2 separate regions of the Aedes albopictus genome follow, and region 2 is linked to region 1. A link is a contact called in public Hi-C data. All regions are on one chromosome and are shown on one strand. The core of a region is the stretch at or near the end of the contact, and the rest is flanking DNA. Distances in the headings are between cores, read along the strand shown.

Region 1 (4,163 bases), core at 647-3,146:
AGCTGTGCATGTGACGTCACAATGCCAAGATGATCTCTAATCAGGAATGGACGTAATCGGATATACTGGTGGTGTCCAGAAATTGGAGATCTCCGCGCATCCAGAGCTAAGAGAAGAATGCAAAGAGCTCGTACTGATAAGAGTAGAATGGAATGTGAGGTTAAAGGGTGGCTTTACTGGCACTGAATAAAGAGATTAAGACGCGTAAGCCAACGTTACACGGGTAATGCGTCGAACCATTGGCGGAACATGCTGAGTGGTTGGTCACGTAACCGACACTTGAAAAATGCTAGGTCGCCCTATAATTGCGCAGACGTCTTTTTCACGGCCATCGTAGCATTCATACTTACCTTACCGGTCAGACTAAGGCCTGAGTGTCCTCTGCTGTACGTAGGAGTTCTCTCCAGTCTACTCGTGCTTATCCCCGCTCTCCTAATTACACCCTTTAAGGCGATGTTAAACATCAAGCATGAATGCCGTTACCCTTTTCGAGATTCGAAGGGACTCGAGAGTGTCCCTGATACTTGAACTACGCACATCACTCGATCCATAGTCGCCTTGATCAATCGTATCAGTTTATCCGGGAATCCGTATTCGTGCATAATCTGTCATAGCTGTTCTCGATCGATTGTATCATACGCCGATTTGAAATCGATGAACAAATGATGTGTGGGCACGTTGTATTCGCGACATTTCTGCAACACAGGTGGTGAACATCTGGTCTGTTGTAACGCCTTCATCCATGAATCCAACCTGATATTGCCCCACGAACTCTCTTGCAATCGGTGATAGACGGTGGCATAGAATTTGAGAGAGTATCTTGAAGGCAGCGCCTAGTAGTGTATTCGCGCGATAGTTCCCGCAATTCAACTTGTCGTCCTTTTTGTAGATGGGACACACGGTACCTTCCATCCATTGCTCCGGTAATACTTCCTCCTCACAAATTTTGGTAATGACCCAGTGTAGTGCTATCACTAGTGCTTGTCCACCGTATTTTAGAAGCTCGCTTGGTAGTTGGTCTGCTCCAGCGGCGTTGTTGTTTTACAACCGGCCAACCGCCTCCTAAATCTATTGGAGGTTAGGGGCTGGAAATGTTTCGTCCTGCGCACGTACTCCTAGATCTGTTACCACGCCACCCTACACACCTGCGCTGTTCTACCCTACACACCTTCTGCAGCGCTACCATGTCGAGCCCCTTCAGTACTTCGGCGAGTATGCCTGTGCTCCCGGTGAAGATGAGAAACCTGCATGCCCACGTAGCTACTATAGATAGTAGAGTAAACATAGATCCGTGTTGATGAATCCGTTGTATCCAAACGAACTGTCAAAATCTGTATCCAAACGAGCATGACGTCACGATTTGAACAACATCAATGTAGCGCATGACGTCATATTCAACCGTCACACTCTTGAAAATTACTACTTACACGCTTGAAACATTTTAGTCAGCGGTGTCCGCGGATCTATGTTTACTCTACTATCTATAGTAGCTACCAATAGCAAATTATTCCATATTTATTGTTCAATAGTTTGCTTTCCAGTGAATCTGCCAACACGTCTCCAGAAAAAAGTTTTGCAACCAAAAAGCATAAATGCAGGCGAATCAAACGATTTTCCCGCCCCACTTTCACCCCACTCAGCACTGCTTCGATCGAGCTTTCGGGGTTGCTTCACCCCCATCCACCACCCATCCTCACCCACTTGGGAAGCTTTCGCATCGCTATCCCTAAACTGAACCGAAGTTCGCATTCGCTCGGAATGCGCCTGCGCCTAGGCACCCACCGAGAGCCACCCATCGCATCGTGTCGCTCTATGCTGCAGTATTTTCGGCTCCACTCCTGTTTGCAATGGGGGGCTTTGTCCGTACCATCGCTCACTCGCCGCGATGTAGGCAACCCGAACTCGGCAGTCGCCAGTCGAGTCAGTTCCATTCGTTGTTTCGGTTATTGCAGACACGCGGGCGGGTTTGTGAAGCACACGTTCCTCAAACGCACATACAGAGCAACCAGCATAAGCAGAAGAGTTTTTCCGTCGTCATCGTTGTCGTCACCGTCGTCAGTCAGCCGAATGTGTGTCATCGACCCAGCACAGCAGCAGCTGCAACGGCAGGGTCCCAAAAAGTGGATCTACCTTTAGGCGATTTCGGAGAGTGCTAGAATCCGCGCGGAAGTTACTTGGTACTGGTACACACGGATCGGTTCGGGTCCGTTCATTTTTCTTCTGTTCGCCGCCGCCGTCGGTCACTCGTCGGTTTCTCATCGCGCCGCAGCCACACCGCCGTCGCCGTGTTCCAAGTTGGTTCCGATGCAATGGTAGCTCGGTTCCCGATTTGTGTGATTTAGTTTAGCCGAAGATATTTTACACACGTTTGGTTGGGAGTGCAGCCTGCAGTTGCTGGAAGAGCGCAGCGTTTTTTTCCAGTTCAGAGTCCAGTGCCTAGTATAGTTCTGGAAAAGAAGTTCCAATTCCGGCGGAGTGAGTCACCCCAGGTGCCGTGACAAAATGCGTTTCGGATTTTTTGCATCATCTTCGGCGGGCAACCGACTTTTGGATTTGAAGTTTGATCGTTAAGCGAAGGTCCCTCGCAGGCAGGTTGCAGCAATTGCGGCGAAAAAGGAGAAAGAGAAAATTTCTTTGTTGTTTCCCGGTTCATTTCGCGTGCGTTTTTCGGTGTAGTTCCGTGCTTGTGGCCCCGTTTTTTGCTCTCTGTGCCAAGAGTAGTGCTTGAAATCGATACCGACCACCACCGCTCGACGGAGCTGCAGCAGCAATCAAGTGGCGCTGAAGAAGCAAACAAAAGCAGTGTGTTGGCCAAGAGAGGGCGCTGGCACTTCACCTCGTCGCCTCCGCCCAGATGTTCGACTGCCGTCGCCGCGTGTGTAGTGTGTGATCAGTTTGGTGCGATTTTTGTTTCGTTTTACCACTCCAAGTCCAAGTCCAGAGCCCTTGTTTTCCGTGTCGCCCGCCAACAAATCTAGCTACCCATATATAGCGAAGAGTTAAAACGCGTGTGTGAGAAGTGCGCCAAGATGACGACAGTAGTGCTGCAGTATCATCATCGTCGTTGTTGCCGCCGCTGCTGCTAAGGGAAACGGCAGCTCTCTGCTCTGTTCGATTCGATCCACAACGACCGCGCAACCCGACTTCCGTAAACACAGCGGCAGCCATCGCGGAGCCGACCAACCAAGCCAGACCAGGACGGAACCTGTGATTAGCGGCAGCCGTCGTCGTCGGTCTCCCCATCAGTGTCCCAGTCCAGGAGACAAAGTCAGGTAAGAAATGCTTTTGCCGCCTGAATTTAGACCACCCACAGTGGCGGCCCCAGTCGGGAAAACGTGTGTCTCGCGTCGCGTGTCGCGTTGTCGCCTGTTTCGTGAGTAAATAAATTCTGCGCTTGTTTGACATTCCTCCCACTCCTCCTCTCTGCTCTTCATGCTTTGCGCTTTCGTACAAGGTTGGTGGGAGTTTTTCCCACTTTTAGTGTGAATAGGGGACGGGGGAGTGGGCGGTGCATGGAAGTTTGAGGTATTTTAATCGAGATGCATAATCTATGAGTCTGTATCTAGCATCTGAGTTGACGAATCGAGGCAGTAACTAGAATGAACGGGATTTTTAGCATCCGTTTGTTTATATTTGCAGCATTTGAAGCATACCTAATGTCCCTAAATTAGTTTTAGTGTAATAGCACTTGTCTGAGATACAAAGTGTCACTTCTACTAATACTAACACAAATAAATAAATATGTAGTGAAAATTTGCACTAAATCTCCACGAACTTCTCCGATACGGTGCATTATGCATGATCAAAACATTACAACTTTTTGTGAATTTTTTTTTCAATTCGATTTCGGTGAATAGCGGCGATATGTTCTATATATGTATGCGTTGGTGAGCTCGTTCCTTGCTGATGTTGCAGTAGCTTTTCGATTTTTCAATGCTCATTTGAACATTGGAGCTGACGTTGATGTTTTCCATCTTGATGTTTTTCCCTATCTTAGTGGTTTGGTCAGTCCCTTCCATCTACATACAATTCACCTTTCTACATGTCGATATCTATTTGTCTCGATATTTGTAAATCCTTTTTACCTCGATGCGATCTCATTCGTTTTGTTCTAGATTTTCTTCCCATATGTCGATATGCCCATTTTAACAGGTTGCTAGATC
Region 2 (4,163 bases), core at 737-3,236, 430 kb after region 1:
CAAATATTTTGCAATATTTTTGGCATAGCAATCTCTTTTGGTTAAGAAATCACCATTGTATTCATAATTAACAAAAATGCGGGGGCACGAGCAAATTTTAAACCTGGGGGAATATTACTCATTTTATGAGTGCCATGGAAATATGTCAACATTGGTTATCCGTGTTGAGAATGTTGTTGCCAATGTGGCGCAGCAACGCTTCTGTAGCGTTCTGCAGCATAAACAAACTGGCCGGCTGTCATCTCCATCCCCCCGCAGTGTGCCGCACTCCCCGCATCCACTTACTGCTTATACGCTAACACCTTCCTTATAAACATCTTGGTTTTGCCGAAATTCAGCTAACAAACATTATTTTTTACCGAGATTCAGTATGCATATTTGCTGAGCCACGGCGGTGCCGGCGTTTGCCGAGCTCAACTTAGTGTGTACTTTTATTGCAATGCGATGTTTTCCGCATGTACATTGATTTCATTCTGCAACAACTAACAGTTATGTGACGTCTGTCAGTTGTCGCAGTTATCGAATTTCATTTGGTAAGTGAACATAAATATGTTGCACTTATCGAACGTATACTGTAATTGTACAGTAGACGTTCGCTCGATTCAAACGCTTTAACTGCAATGCCTTATAACTGCAAGTCGGCTAAGTGCAACAATTTTACAGTTATCATCCCGCTACCCGTCAAAATAAAATGTCAACAGCGATGCGATGTTTTTAAATGCACTTTTGTTGCAATGCGATGTATTTTAAATGCACATTGGCTGTCTCGCAGCAACTGACAGTTCTTTGACGTCTGCCAGTTGTTGCAGTTATCGAGTTTCATTCGGATGTGAAACGTAAACATGTTGCAGTTTTCGATCGTCTATTGTACTTATCTAACGTCAACGATATTTTTACAAATTTTGATAATTTTGACAAACTGTAGTAGGTAACAAACCTGAATATGTAATTTTCTGTATTCATAATTCTCATGAACAGCAACTCACCGAAATTAAACACACATATCTCGGTAAATATTTCCAAGGTGAACACTACGCACACATTACCGTCGTAATTTGTTTATCTCCCTTCGCTATTAAAATCCCATAGCACACAGAGTTACGAAATTCACCTCTGGCCTCAGCGTTTGCGCAAAATTGCATGTTGAACAGAACCAAACAACAACATTCAGAATGGTATAATCACTGATATTCTGACCATCCGGCACGGCATCAATTTTCATTCCGAAGTCGCTCTCGCTCCCGAAAAACCTTGACACATCCTCCATGCGCCGTCGCCGCGACCACCATAACGTTTCCTCGTGTTATTCCCGCTACATTCGGTTGGTGGTCGGTTCGTCGTTCGTGACCGCCATCGCCTGCTGTGATGATGATGAGAATGAGGGAAACACCAAAACATTGATAAGCGCCACGACCATCATCATCGCATCGCTTCGGCCGGGAAGAATTTCACTGCCAAACTTCCGCCGACGTAGGATTTTTGACGGCCATTTGATAATCGAAACGCAGATGGCTTCGATTTCGATTCTTTTCGGTGTCATAGGAGTCCTTGTAACGATCAATTCATCGCGAGCACATTCTTTGATTGGACCAATCGACTCAAATCAATTGAGCCTAATTGGTTTGCGTCTTTGTCGCTTATTTTGCTCCGAAGCTGGTCACAACAATCTTCCCTAGATCTCGAGCTGATACAACGGAAATATGGCAGACTTTTGCACTGGAAACGCGTGACTTTTTCATTACTTTCCTCATCTCGGAGTCACTCTCACCTGACAAATTTCTCCCGGCAACCGCACGTTGTCAACAAACAGAACTCCCGATAAGCTCTTTGCCCCGATAAACCGGTTCGCTTTCTTCACTCGCAATCGGAAATCACAACAAGTCGCCACAAATGAGACAAATAAAAAATAAAAAAATCCTTCCTGGATTGAGCCGAAAAATACGCGAAAACCACGCCAATCATTAGAGACAACTGAACTGAACCGCGTGTGCTCTCCTGCGGTGTTCCTCCTCGCGCGGCGATCGATCCACGCGCGAGCGAGCGAGTCCTTGATGCACGAAAAATCACGCTCTTCCGCGGGAGAGCCGCTCTCGAATAACGCGCGCGCGTTTTGATAAGAAGCACTCTCTCCCGGTTTCGTTGCTTTGGCAACCAACCAACGATTTGCTTTGTTCTAGATTAGAGCAAAATGATGAGTGGTTTGGTTAATCGCTCACAGCTGATTGATTTGTTGCTCGACGGTATCGATATCGCTCATAGACGCGTGTGTGCGTTCGTTCCTTTTTTTTCTCAATGTTCGTCGTGTGGTGCCAGTCGTGCAATGTGTCACGATTCAATTGAAGTCATTCAGTTAGGTATGTATGTAAACTTGGCTCTTCTTGTGCGGATAACGTTTTCTCATGCCGCCATGGTGCCTCGTCCGTCGGCCGAGGAGGTTCATTGAATATGCAAGCCGGGTTTGAGGAGCGTGCTCTAGTTTTCCTTGGCAACGGCCGGCGGCAGTGGTGCCACAAGCACGACCGACATGTGAAAGGAAAAACCCTTTACAATACCGACCGACTGCGACTGGCTGACTGACTGGGAGACGTTAGGTAGGCGCCCGGTTGGAAAATGGTTGTCGCATTGCAGCTCTTTCTTTTTGAAGCGGTAGGAAAGCGGCTATCAGTTTCGAATGCAGAGCCAACAACGAGGTGGTTAGTGAGTTGTTATAGGAGTCCACTCAATCACACAGGGTGGTATGGAAGAAAAGAACGGGCAGTGGAGTTATGGGCATAATAGGCGTACGAGGCGAAATGAGCACCGTTTGGGCAGTTTCTGTAAGACTTGCTAAACATTGATCCTATTGATCTTTTTCTCTCTATCTCTCTTAATCCCTACATTCTCCACCTGTCCTACTCTCTAATTGTTTTAAAATTCGAAAAATAAGAATAAAAAACTAAAAATTGTATGACTTTCTACCAACATTATAAACCACATTTACACTGAACTTTATTGAAGAACAACTTATAATTGTCTTCGTTAGAAAACAAAAATAATATAATCGATCATTATCATCCTCTTAAACTCCAACCAATTTCTTCAACACCTTGATTAAATCTTTTTATATTTTTTTGAATCTTGCATTGTTATGCAAATCTCTTATAAACTTTTTGCGACCTTAGGGTAAGTTAGCCTTCCAAAAAACCCATTTGGTATTCAGATCCTTTTAAGGAAGCTTTTCATCCAACATCTTTCCTTTATTTTTCATCTTTCATCCTACCTTTTATATCCTTCTTTCTTCATCCTACATTCTTCATCCTTCATAATCATCATCATCACCATCATTCTACATTCTTTATCCTGTATCGTTCATTCTTCATCCTATATCCTTCATACTTCATCCTACATCTTATATACTTCTTTCTTCATCCTGCATCTTTCTTCCTTCATCCTTTATCATCATCATCATCAACATCATCATCATCATCATCATTATCATCATCATTATCATCATCATAACCATCATCATCCTTCATCTTACACCCTATGTCCTTTATGCTTTACCCTACAGCCTGATTTCTTCATGCTTTATCCTACATTATTCATCCTTCATGCTACATCGTTCATCCTTCAACATCATAATCATCTCTTAATCTTCCATCCTTCGTCCTTCATCATCATGATAAACATCCTTCAACCTTAATTCACTTGACTGTTGCAGCTTACCCCATGGCTTACCCTCTCGAGGGATTTCGCCGTTTGCTTACCCTCTCGGGGGAAATCGCTTTATTGTTGCAGCTTACCCTCTCGGGGGAATTCACTGTTAGCTTACCCACTCAGGGGGATTCGCTTTACTGTTGCAGCTTATCCTCTCGGGAGAATTCACTTTAAGCTTACCCTCTCGGGGGAATTCGCTGTTGGCTTACCCTCTCGGGGGAATTCACTGTTAGCTTACCCTCTCGGGGGAATTCGCTGTTGGCTTACCCTCTCAGGGGAATTCGCTGTTGGCTTACCCTCTCGGGGGAATTCACTGTTAGCTAACCCTCTCGGGGGAATTCGCTGTTGGCTTACCCTCTCAGGGGAATTCGCTGTTGGCTTACCCTCTCGGGGGAATTCACTGTTAGCTTACCCTCTCGGGGGAATTCGCTTTACTGTTGCAGCTTACCCTCTTGGAGGAATTCGCT

Evidence for each region. Hi-C and Micro-C count contacts between places; a contact is called where the count stands out from the background.
Region 2: a contact with region 1 is called in a Hi-C map of embryo, with 6 times the contacts expected there. The contact joins the promoter of LOC109402397 here to the promoter of LOC109402379 in region 1. A contact is called at or near these places in 2 of 3 Hi-C or Micro-C datasets (embryo and whole body).

Annotation. Positions count from the first base shown.
Region 1 is chr1:310,894,474-310,898,636 of AalbF5, forward strand. It overlaps LOC109402379, which reads left to right and starts at 1,897. Exons shown (of 9, transcript XM_029856761.2): 1 at 1,897-3,272.
Region 2 is chr1:311,319,582-311,323,744 of AalbF5, forward strand. LOC109402397 (probable multidrug resistance-associated protein lethal(2)03659) reads right to left here and starts at 1,987. Exons shown (of 13, transcript XM_029856758.2): 1 at 1,769-1,987. All of the region lies in intron 7 of LOC109402379, which reads left to right.